Linked DNA regions of Mus musculus: region 2 is linked to region 1. The links are chromatin contacts, called in public HiCAR-type maps. All regions are on one chromosome and are shown on one strand. The core of a region is the stretch at or near the end of the contact, and the rest is flanking DNA. Distances in the headings are between cores, read along the strand shown. Region 1 overlaps Rdh10 (retinol dehydrogenase 10 (all-trans)). Region 2 holds the start of Eloc (elongin C).

Region 1 (6,259 bases), core at 2,296-4,795:
AACTAGGATGGGATATGGAAATGAAAGACAAAAAGCTAAACAAATTAGGTTTATTGAACTTGGAGATGGACCATTTTATAAGGGCCAAACCAAACAAAAATAGAAACAGATTAGACTCCAACACATGAAAACAAAATTAAATGTAATGAGGATTCTTGTTGGCTTTAAGGCTGACGAAACAGACTATTAAATTAACAGATTTCTCTAGAATGGTTTTGTATATCCTAGCCTAAGTGGGAAAAGACCTAGATAACTTGAAAATAGCTGACCTACACAACATTGTTAGAACATTACTTCAAGTGCTTATTTAAACCCATAATTGAAAATCAAGCAGCAGGTGGTAAATTCAGTCTTACACTGCCTCAAGGCATGGTTGGTTGTCATTCCTAATGAGAAGTCCAAACGCATAATAAAGATCAGCAGTGAGCCAGGCCCCTTCCAGAATGTGAGATCCCTGAACAGAGACACCCACACTAATACAGGCAGTGGGGTAACAGAAGACACCCACACTAATACAGGCAGTGGGGTAACAGAGACACCCACACTAATACAGGCAGTGGGGTAACAGAGACAACCACACTAATACAGGCAGTGGAGTAAGAGACGCCCACACTAATACAGGCAGTGGGATAACAGAGACACCCACACTAATACAGGCAGTGGGGTAACAGAGACACCCACACTAATACAGGCAGTGGGATAACAGAGACACCCACACTAATACAGGCAGTGGGGTAACAGAGACAACCACACTAATACAGGCAGTGGGATAACAGAGACACCCACACTAATACAGGCAGTGGGATAACAGAGACACCCACACTAATACAGGCAGTGGAATAACAGAGACAACCACACTAATACAGGCAGTGGGGTAACAGAGACACCCACACTAAAACAGACAGTGGAGTAACAGAGACACCCACACTGATACAGGCAATGGGGTAACAGAGACACACACCCTAATACAGGCAGTGGAGTAACAGAGACACCCACACTAATACAGGCAGTGGGGTTGTTCTCTCTTCCCATTTCTAAACAAGCTCTTGGTGAAGAACCTACTATAGGCAGATGGTGAGACTAGAGATTGGAGTATGCAAAACCCACCCTAATTATGACCCCATTCAAACATTTTCTTTGAGTAAGCAGGATAAGATAGGCAGGGGAAGACCTCAGAATGCTTTGCCTTATAATGAGGTTGATAGCTAATAACCACAAACTCAGTTATGTACGTATTTAATCAGTTCTTTAGAAAACATCCCGATTTGTAAAAGTTGGCTTATTTTAACAGCCTTAAACATTGGTCACTATTTAAAAAAGACATCCTAGAACGAACAAACAGAAGCAATCACATAGTAGTTCATAGTAATTTACAAGAGGATGGTACACATAGATACAGAGGTAGAAATTCACTTTTACAATGTTTCACTAATACACATATACCAAATTCAAGGCACAAAATAGTTTGCTTTACAAAAAAATACTGTAAAAATGTCATTTGCTGTTCTACAATGTGAATAAACTTTTCAAAGAAATCTTTCCACCCTTCCACAACACTCCATATAAGATTTGCTCCCCAAGCTAATTAAAGTTGGCACAAGTACGGGGACTTTTTAATCAGAAATTCCCATTATCTCTGTGGAGCTGCTGTGTCCTGTAGACAAGATCCCCCACTTCCTCCCCTAACACAAGTTTGCAGCTCCGTGAGGAAAGGGCACTTTCTATATGCAGCAAGATTCACAGGTAGAAAATGTACAAACGTGGATTAACCAGGTCTCTAAACATTTAATTTAGTATTTCAGAGACTGAATTTGAAAATCACCCAATATTTAGTCACTGTAAGTTTAAGAAAGAGACTGGTGGCCTTCATTGTGATGCTCAGACTACGCTGATCTCAAACTGACATCAAAAAATCCACAGACACCATAAGCAAGCCACCCAGGCTTGCAGGAGAAGAACCGAGAACACAACAGAGCACTACACTGTCGGTCCTTGAATGCTGGCTGGGCTTCCACGATAATGAATGAATCAATTCTGTGGGGACCCACGTGAAACACACTGTAGTCATCATTTCTAGACTTTATGTTCATTAAAAAAATAATGATGTAACATAGTGTTTGTCTAAATATTGGACTCATTTTTAGGGCCCTGTCTAGAAAAGACCCCATTGGCAAAAACCCAAGCTCACAGTTTTCAAGCACACTAGTCAGTTAATTTACACTTTATTTTTTAAAAAGTTGATTAGAAAAAAAAAAAAAGAGTCGGCATGGGGTTAGAATCCAGACCGTCAGTACTGATTGATGCGCACGGACCACCTATCCTGATAGAAACGGCACTCCGTACAAAAACACTCTTAGATTCCATTTTTTGCTTCATTGTTGTTTGTGGCTTGTTTTCTTTGAGCAATAAAGGGATACATACACTTGTCCGCTCCTAGAAATCGATACATGCACACGACGGCTTCAAAAGGAAGGATGCTGCAAAGGAAAGAGCAGTTAGTAAATGGCAGGCCACATGTTCCCTGGGGTCTGGCAGCAGGCAGGCAGGGCCGGGCCCTCACTCACCTCTTCATGAATGTCACGATGTACATGAGGCGGGGGGTGCAGACCATGGGCTGGTCAGTGAGGATGGCCCTCATAGCCTGCTTCACACAGTAATCAGGCTTCAAGGGGGGCAAAAAGGGCTCAATTTCTTTTCTGAAAATTTACATTCAAAAATGAAATTTAGAATTAACACAGTATAGAAGACTGACAACACTCCAGAATACTGTGACATCAACTGAGGGATGAGATTTTTGGAACACTTTGTTTCTTTTCTGGTATTTTTGTTTTGACTCACGTTTTCCTACTATAAACAAACCCCATTTGTATTATCTAGTAAACCAATTAGGAGAAAAATAAGCAAAAGTAGTTGGCTTTCCTGTAAAAACGAGATCAGGCTGTTGAGATGCCTTAAAAGATAAACTTCAAATGACTCCGATTCTTCTCCTTGACTAGAAAGGTACTTGTTATCATAAACACTAAACTCCAGCAGCAGCACAGCTTGCTGTATTAGGTGTGCCTGAGACAGAGCAGGAGCAACCAAGCAGCACTGTCTAGTGTGAGACTGTCAGGGACCCACCTCTCACAATGCTGGCTGAGGATGTTAAGCTGTATTCTAAGGAGTCTCTGAGGTAAAGGACCACTTTCTAATTCACTGAAACGTCTGCTAAGTACATAACAATGGCACATCTTTTTCCTACCGATTGCTTTTCATAGCTTCCAGACTTTGGGCCTGCCACTATGCTAAGTGGAAAACAGGACCAACGGCTCCTACCCAGAACCAAACTAACACACCAGAAGCACACAGGCATCTGCAAAGGATACTAGGCAGACATAGATTTCAATTCCATTTCTCTCTTCATTTTCCTGTTGGAACTGGAATCAAACCCAGGCCTTGCACATGCTAAGCATATGCCCAATCCTGAGCCACATCCCAGGCCCTAGAGCTAAAGTCTCAGTCTCGACTTACTGCCAGCTGGAGAGTGGGATGACTCAACCATTCTCCGTCCCTAGCTCCACTCATTAAGTCTAAAGAACAGTCCCCAACAAACCAGCAGTCCTGATCATTGTCCTTTGTCTTGCAAATTCACCCAAGCAAGTCTTCACAAGTGTCCCTGCTGAGTCACAGTTATAGTCCTCCAGTAAAACCCAGTGTTGATGTATTTAGATTCTCATATGCCTCCTCCCAAGTGTGAGGGGAATTCCACTTCACTGTTAGTAAATCTAAACATATTTGTCTTAATCAAGTTGAATCTAGCTATACACAATTTCTGGGGGGGAAAAAGCTTTCAAATCTGGAGCGTGACAGTCTCTTTAAGATGACATGTTAATCCTTTGTATGGGTGACATTATTTCATATCCAGATTAAAGTCACATTAAGGACTTTCCGCTGTAACCATCATAACAGTAGAGAAATCAAATGACCATAAGGACAGACACAGCATCTAAGAGAAATCCTGGACATTTGTCGGTCCTCCTTGAAGACGGAGAGAAACCCATTCTGCCAGATATTCTGAAGTAATCCCAGCAAGCTTGAGTCAGCTTGGCTTCAAACCTTCACTTGTGATCTTACACAGCCTTGTCACAAACCTGAATGGGGGAACTACAGGTTAGCTGCCCTTCTCTTTTAGCTAGGTCTCATTTTGTAGCCCTAGTTGGCCTAGAACTCATCTTGTAGACTAGTCTGGTTTTCGACTTGTGACAATTTCCCTGCCCCTGCTCCTGCCCCAAGAAGTGCTATTGATTCCAGATGTGTGCTGCCACACTTGGCTAAAGCAGTTAAAGTGTCTACTGACAGTTCATGTGCAAGACTGGCTGACTGAAGATGAGCTCCACACATCATTCTGATGTTACTCTGTTGTATCAGTAGAAGATGGGTTCCCACTGACCTGATTCGGCAGCCTCTGAACATGCCCGTGTCTACAAGGTAAGGGCAAACCAGAGTTGTTTTAATTCCATCCTTTTCAGCAGCCTTTAGCTCATGGCTCAGAGACTCGTGAAAACCCACAACTCCAAATTTACTGGCACAGTAATCCTGAGCAAAAGAAGAGAGAACAGAAAGGGTTAGTGAGTCTCTGCCTATGTTCCCATCCAATCTGCAGCTTCTTGGTCCTGTCTGGCTAGATGTTTATTATAAAAGGTTATAGGTAAGGAAGCAAAGAGAAGGAAGGTGTCTTAAAGGGTATACATCTCTCTGATGTGGTTCAAAGCAGAAACAACACTTTCCAGGCAATGACAAAAACATAAGAATACTTTTTGCCACATCAACTAAGTATCATGTTTCTTTGGAGGAAATCACTGAAAAGGGCTCTATGACAGCTAAAAGAGTGGAATGAAAAAATGAGGGAGCTTCCCTTTGAAGTGCTTGGAAAATTACAAATGGTCTTTTGTTTAGTGGAGGAGACTGAAAAACCTGTTTGTTTACATTAATGCAAGAAGAACAAAAACAAGTCTAACTGGGGATATAAGCTATTCTGATCCGAAGCTAAAATGGCAATAGTACCACATCTTCTGAACTTGAACTAGAACCTAAGAACATATGATAAGAAATATTTGCAAGAAGTGATGTTTTTAATTTTCTAGAACAATTTTCGGAACAATGTTGTATAATCTGGACAGTTAAGAAGGGATTAAGAAAGCCAGTTCTATACCAGTGCACAGCACCTGCCGCTGGCCATAAGCTCACTTAATGAGCTAGCAGCAGGCAGTTCACTTTTGGCTGGTTGACCAAAAAAGAATGTGAGCCTTTGACCTCACTTATCTATCCTCACTCCATGGGCCCATCTTGACCCTGTATCTTAACCATCAGCAAAGCTGCTAAGGAAAGCGGCCCTGTGAGAACTGTGCTGTCCTGTGTTAGAGGGAAGCACCGTTAGCTGACAAGAATGTGTGGCAGCAGGTCTTCTTGTGATGTGCTCACCGAAAATAAGCTGCATGAATGAGAAAAATGCCTTTGAGCTGACAAACCTCAACTCCAGCAGTGCTGAACAGTCCCAGGGAGCTCGCGACCGTCACAATGTGGCCATGATTAATCTCTAGCATCGTTGGAAGAAAGGCCTTAGTGGTCTGAAAGAAGTAAGATATAGGTTTTAGGACTGATATGTCAACATCTCCTCTAAAACCCAGGATCACAGAACAGTCTCTGCGCCGTAAAAATTACATTTCCCAGTTCATTTAGAAACATCCTACATCTATCAAAAGGAGACGCTCCTTTAAGTGTCTGGTTAACTTAGCACCGTATCATTGCCCCGCTGGGCCTATTATAAGCCGTGACCAACAAAGCTGTAACCCAAGAGAGTCGAGTGTCCAGATATGAAAAGAAAGTCATTAGGAGAAGGCTCTTTATCACTTTTCAAGCGACAGCGGCAGACGAATCCGAACCACTGCTGGATCAGAGGCCTTTTTCTGCTCATGCCATGACTTAGCTATGTTCTGGTCTGTGAGCAACCGCCAGTCTACCTACCAGCAGGCGCCCCACAGTGTTGATTTCTTCATGGCAATGTTTCCATGGTGACACTCCCATGAATGAAGAGCCATCCTTGTAGTCTGACTTGGCACCCAAGGTTTACAGTCAAAGTGGACTAGCAGGAGGTAAGGTATTTTAGAACATAAAACTTATAAAGCACAGACCACCATTTCAGTGAAATATTAGTGCCAGGCTGTAAATGTGGTACTGTTGGGTACCTGGGCACTCTGGGGGATCACACTCCAAGTCTATC
Region 2 (6,259 bases), core at 2,552-5,051, 530 kb before region 1:
TAGCAATTTAGAGTACCTGTTCTTACAGAGGACCTGGGTTCAATTCTTAGCATCCACATGGTGGCTCATAATCACTTGTAACTCATAACTCCGATATCAGGGGATCTGATGCTGAAAGCACAACATAAACCCCATTTGTCTCCACTTAAGGACCAGGCCTGATTTCAAAAAAGAACAATAAGACATCAGTCCCAGAAACTAGGTCATTAGATGACAGCTCCAGGGACAGACCATAAAATCCAGAACAAGATCATAAACCCTCCTCCCATAGAGCAGCCTGGGGATAACTACAAAAATGGGGAAATATCTTATCTCAGAATGGGCCATCTGTGCTGGGCAGCCCTATCCCATCCTATAGCTAAATATTCATGACATAGGAATGCAGGCCACTGACCACCTGTGATCTCCTAGCACCCACCAATGAAATTTTAGATTACCTAGTTCCTCTAGAGAGTTCCTGGTTCCCTATAAGAAGGCTTGTGCACCTTTGTCTGGGGGTCAACATTTCAAAGAATGGTTGACACTCCCAACCCCTCACATGCTGGTTGTTTCTGAAGACTATCTGAGTCTGGAGTCTTCTTTCGGCAATTTTCAGAACCATAGAATGCCTTCTTCTGATCTTCATGAGTATTGGGCATGCACCTGCTATATATGCAGACAAAACATTTGTACACATAAATCTAATTTAAAAACAAAAACAAAAACAGGACACACTTGAGGACATGCTCAGAATCGATCATAAAGATGGCTGGTACAAAAGGGTACAGAGTACTTCTAGGCATGATTGTTCCTAATTTTGGTGGTGGTGGTGGTGGTGGTTGTGGGGTGTAATGGCTATTCCTTGACTATATCTGGAATGAACTACAATCCAGAATTGGAAGGCTCACCTGTGATCCTGACCTTGAGGCTGGGAGATAGAAGTTTCTGATCTGGATCTTGGCATGGTGTTCTTCTTGTGAGATTGAGCAACTACTAGATCCTTGGACTTCCCATTCACAGAAGTGCTGAGTTGGACTACAAATTGTAAGTCATCATAACAAATTTCTTCACTATAGAGACTACCCATAAATTCTGTGACTCTAGAGAATCCTGACTAATACAGGGTGCTAAGGAAAAATACTTCGAAGGTTTATTAATATAAGAGTTTGTCCTTGCTGGGCAGTGGTAGCACGTGCCTTTAATCCCAGCACTTGGGAGGCAAAAGCAGGTGGATTTCTGAGTTCAAGGCCAGCCTGATCTACAGAGTGAATTCCAGGACAGCCTGGGCTACACAGAGAAACTCTGTGTGTGTGTGTGGGGGGGGTTGTCCTTAATACCTGACTTTGTTGTGGGGGGGTGCTAATAGCTGAGAGTTCAGGCCCCATATTAGACAGAAGGTCACTCTTTGAACAAAACAAAACCAGCTTCCAACCTCAAAATATGGAAAACAACATCAGCATCATGGCTAGGGTTGGCATATGTGTATCTATAGGAAATCTACTAGTAACATTGAGCTTTAGCAGAAAGACACTTAAAATTAGTGATACAAAACAGGTTAGGTTAGTGGTACTGATTGCTTTGAGAGTTACAGAGCCTTTCTTAGCTCTTGGTGAGCTTAACGGAGCAAGAGTACCTGAAGATCAAAGCTTGCCAAAGTCATCTCAAGCCATTTCTCATACCCTCAAACGGGAAGGAAACTGGAAAAGGAGTGAGCAGAGAATATGTACAATTCTCTTCCTTCCTCTCTGGCTTCTGTCCTTGGGGCCAGAGAGCAACTTCCAATAATCCTGCACTTAATATCATCTCACTCTGGCTTGAATTGATTCATTTCACCAGTAGCAGAGAAACAAACAAACAAAAAAGACCCAACCAAAAACCTATCGCAGTTGTCTGACCTAGTTCCCTTTTCTGTGTCCTTTTAGAAGGAATCCATGGGACTGGGGAGATGTCTCGGCAGTTAAATGCTCACTGGCTTTTCTTCCATAGGTACTGAGTTCAACTCCTAGCAACCACATGGTGGCTCACAACCATCTATAATGGGATCTGGTGCTCTCTTCTGGCATGCAGATAGAGCACTCATACATAAAAACACAAATAATAAATAAATACATAAATCTTAAAAACAAATAAAATTATGCCGGGCGTGGTGGCGCACGCCTTTAATCCCAGCACTTGGGAGGCAGAGGCAGAAGGATTTCTGAGTTCAAGGCCAGCCTGGTCTACAGAGTGAGTTCCAGGATAGCCAGGGCTATACAGAGAAACCCTGCCTCAAAAAAACAAAAACAAAAACAAAACAAAACAAAAAACAGAAACAAAAAAAAAAGAAAAGAAAAAGAAAAAAAAACAAATAAAATTTAAAAAGCAAACAAATAAATCTTAAAACAAACCAACGGAATCCTGAGCCAGCCGCATGAACCTATCCTTGGTTCTTTAGTCAAGATATACGATGGAAGTCGGGCCCACCCTTACTGCCTAAAGGGAGACTCAGGTCTCACTTAGTTTTTTCATATTTTTTTCTTTAGTTTTATCTTCTGCTACCAAATGCCTCTTTTACTATGAAACTACTTTGAATTATGGATACAACCAAAACACTTTCATTATTTCTCCAAAGCCTTTGAAAATTAATTCAAGGCCGCAGCTATATTTTTGCTTTCAATTCCATAAAAGCATACATAGCTGCCAAATCAAATAAAGCAAAAACACAAACACAAACAAACAGACAAACACTTTCAGAGCAACCCATGGTAGGCAACACCTGTCGTTTCAACACTTTGAGGCTGAAACAGAATTATAAATTGGAGTTGGAGGGCAGCCAAGGATTACATAGGGAAATTACTGTGCCTGATGGCTAAGGAAGGAGATAGAATTGTCCCCAAATACATAGCTAGTCTGGGACTCGTAGTTCCAGGGTAACACTGAAATACCCTGTCTCAAAAATTCAAAAACAAAACCCTTTGAGAAGTTTCAGAAATTCCAAATAGCACATACATACTATACTTCCTTTTGTGGGATACTATTACACAGCTGCGACTGATTAACTGAGTATCTTGAATCTAGGTTTTCAAGCCCACTCCATGAAAACAGCAGAGAGGAAACTTAACTGAGCTGCTTTTCAGCTTTCTAGGAAAGGTGCCTAGGTAACCACGGAAAAGCCAATGAAAAGGTTTGGTTGAGGGGGGCGTGGAACTGGGGAGGTGAGGAGCAGAAATAATGGGCCCTGATTTAAGTAATGGTGATAGGCAGCGAGAACTGGACGGGTGGGCGTGGCATATTTCAGTAAACACTGACCTATATCGGGAAGAGAGGAAATGAGGCAAACACATTGGGAGCTTGTTAAGATGCCCGTTGATGTGTATTACTTTAAACAAAGAGGTTGAGACAAGCTTTAAAGACATCAAAAATTTCAGCGCTACACAGAAAACCACAAGTCCCAAGATGCAGTGTCACTTCGGACCAAACACTAGCCGAAACCTTGTAAGAAACTACATATCCCAGAATGCACTGCTGCCTCGCCGGCTCAGCTTTTCTCGGCAGAAATTGGATCCGGATGGCGCTGCATTCTGGGAACCAAGAAGTCCTAGCATCTCATTGGTTGGGATTTGGTAGCGATGTCTCTTAAATGGGCCTGTTTTACTGCCCACAACGCACTTCCTCCAGACGCAAGTTACCGGCAGATCGCGTCTCGGCCTTGCCAGGTACCAGTCTCCCGCGCGTTACAGAAAGCGGCTGTGACGCGACGGAAGTAATTCCTTTCTGTGCCCCGGAACCCACAGGGGTAGGCCGCTGGGGGTGGGAGGGGGGCGGCCCTGAATAGGGGCTGTGGCGGTACGTGGGGTTACGGCTGCGGTAGCTGCGGGACTGGCTAGTGAGTGTCGGGCTATGGTGGGAATCGGGATCTGATTTCGCTAGGAGAGTTAGTGCGGCTGGGACTGGATGCTTTAGTTATCCCTCTGCTCACCCCTTCCCGTCTGGGCGGGGAAGGAACGGAAGCTCTGAGTCTCTCCGGCCTCCCCAGCTCCTGGCTTGGGGGAGGGGAGAGGAGTTTGGCGGGACCTTAACTAGCTCAGCTCGGTGGGTCTGGAAAGGGGAGAGGACAGGAGGTGCGGGCTGGCTGGGCCTCCTCCAGGCTGAGCGCGGGGAGGGTGGAGTTAAGAGCATGGCAGCCGGATCGCTTTTCCGTTTTGCCTACCTCATGTGCGCTTGTATTTGTTTTACTGTTAAAATCAGTCGCTAGACCCAGGAGAGAGCCCTCGCCGCTTTAAGCTATAGGACCCTGAAAGAAAGTTTACCTTCTGGACAACTTGGGTAATTTCTGCCTGGCTGGGTACATTGGCTCATTTGTGCATCTATCTACCTCTCATTTTTGCCTGAAAGGAGTTATCTAGTGCCAGGTACAGTGCCCATTTATTTAGTTTCCCTTAAGGAACTCTTCAGTTTTGTGAGCATGAAAGTTTTGTCATTTAGTGCAAGCATGCCTACTCTGCACTTTCTAGTGTAGAAAGCAATTGAAATAGTTTTACAACTTGGTCCATACTACCAGATCTGCTTCTTAGTCCCAAATTGAATTTTATTTTCTGTTAAGTGGTCTAAGATGGTAAATACTTGATCTCGTTTATATTATGTGTTATTAAGCCGTCGAAGTTCACAAGTGGATTTAATCTTCAGTGATGAGTAAACTGTTGTGGTTTTATATCATGGATGTTTGTTAATTTATAGTAATTTGGGGTTTCTATATTTCTATTTATCAATTTTTTGAGTACTCTTGGATGACATGGAAGTTGTACTCAGTAACTCGTCTGGTCTAAATGTGTGGCCCACCAGGCCTATCTCCCAGTTGTTAGTTTTAAAGGTGTAGCCGCCATGCTGGCTCTTATCTTTTCAACTTGCTTGGATTAACCTTGGACCTCAACTACACTGAGTCCGCACTCTTGTGTGCCACTACTCCATATCTTCATCCCCCTATTTAATTTATAAATGGCTTCTCATCCTTCATATGATATTTCTCTAATTACCAGACTGGGTCGGTAATTTGATGTAGCATGTTTGCCTAATGTCCAGAGACCCTGGGCTGGTTCTCCAGCATCACACACACACACACAAGAAATGTTGGTTTATTACCTCATAATGCTATTTTTTAAAAAAATCCATTTCTTTTTTGAGACTTGTAGCCCTTGCTAGCCTGAAACTCGACCATGTATACTTGCATGGCCCGTATGCCTCTGGCTTCCAAGCACTGGGATTGAAGGAGTAGATCACCACACCCAGATGGTATCTATTTCAAATGGAGAAAATCTGCTTCATTGCTAGATAAGATAGGAATGCTGCAGTGTACATAGGCAATGGTATAGAAGCAAGGTGATAGTTTACTTCTCTGTATACTAAGTTCTTAAGAAATTGCGCAGATCTTCGTCTTATTGCTTCAGGGAAAGATTGGGGTTTTGTGCAGGGGTGTATGTCAGATTGGAATGTAATAGGAAAGTCTTTGCATGTATGCTTTGATATGTTAATAGACTCCAAATGCTTTGATAGTTTACTAAGTACAGTAAGACAAAGACATCCAATACTTGAAAATTTACACACACAGTTTTTGGTGTAGAAATAGGCATGATGTCAGAAACCTGTAAACCTTTATTCAGAATATTCAGGAAGCTCAAACAAGCAAAGGATTGACAAGAGTTCCAGGTCAACCAAGAGGTCCAGTAAAGCCCTGTTGACTCTCCCTCAATAAAAAAGAAAGTGGGGGGAGGGGATACATCAATAAGACCTTGGACAGGGAAAGACCCTTGGGATTTGATGTTTGAGCTAGAAACATCATAGGGAGGTTTAAAGGAAGAGCTTCCCACAGCAGTCACTGCAAACGCAAGGGCCTTAAAGTGTGAGTGAACTTGACCTAGTCAGGAAATTCCAAGGACACAAATGCTTGGAACATATGCCAGATAAGGTTATAGCCAGCCCTGCCTGACCTGGCACTCACTTTGTGGACCTGGCTGGCCCAGAACTCAGATCCAACTACCTCTGCTTCTTGAGTGCTGGGGTTTAAGGTGTACACCACCATGCTCAGGTGTAGTAGCTTAAAAAAATAGTCCATTTAAAATACAGTTAGCTTGATCTAAAGATGTAGAGTTCAAATCGGTAGAACGTCATCTGATTTGAAATATAAATTAAAACCAAATCTTGTCTTTCATTCCTAGAACAGGAAAAAAAAAGCTTTTGCCTTTGCTAATCACCTTGTGAACAGTAGTGCCATTTACTGAAGTCAGAAGACAGAAGGGAGGGAACA

The links. HiCAR-type assays count read pairs that join an accessible place to other places.
Region 2: a HiCAR-type map of embryonic stem cells shows a contact between it and region 1, with 2.0 times the contacts expected there. The contact joins the promoter of Eloc here to the enhancer-like site in region 1. A contact is called at or near these places in 19 of 39 promoter capture datasets (the 3T3-L1 cell line, 3T3-L1-derived adipocytes, the C10 cell line and 10 more), 3 of 484 Hi-C or Micro-C datasets (bone marrow-derived macrophages, embryonic stem cells and liver), 7 of 115 datasets of contacts at active chromatin or transcription factors (bone marrow-derived macrophages, embryonic stem cells, kidney and 2 more) and 1 of 9 other capture datasets (adipose tissue).

What each region holds. Positions count from the first base shown.
Region 1 is chr1:16,127,512-16,133,770 of GRCm38.p6, reverse strand. It overlaps Rdh10 (retinol dehydrogenase 10 (all-trans)), which reads right to left. Exons shown (of 6, transcript NM_133832.3): 3 at 5,508-5,606; 4 at 4,430-4,575; 5 at 2,565-2,696; 6 at 1,221-2,477. The coding sequence ends at 2,354. Among named protein-coding and RNA genes, the nearest start is that of Rdh10, 25 kb to the right of the region's middle. Within about 2 kb of position 3,545, at least 46 of the 459 cell types and tissues checked have an H3K27ac peak or open chromatin away from gene starts, as enhancers often do. A contact at or near this core is called in embryonic stem cells, stem cell-derived epiblast-like cells, stem cell-derived neural progenitor cells and 1 more, where this site is marked.
Region 2 is chr1:16,654,407-16,660,665 of GRCm38.p6, reverse strand. Eloc (elongin C) reads left to right here and starts at 3,801. Exons shown (of 4, transcript NM_026456.4): 1 at 3,801-3,844. D030040B21Rik (RIKEN cDNA D030040B21 gene) reads right to left here and starts at 3,114. Exons shown (of 4, transcript NR_037998.1): 1 at 888-3,114; 2 at 438-645; 3 at 17-111.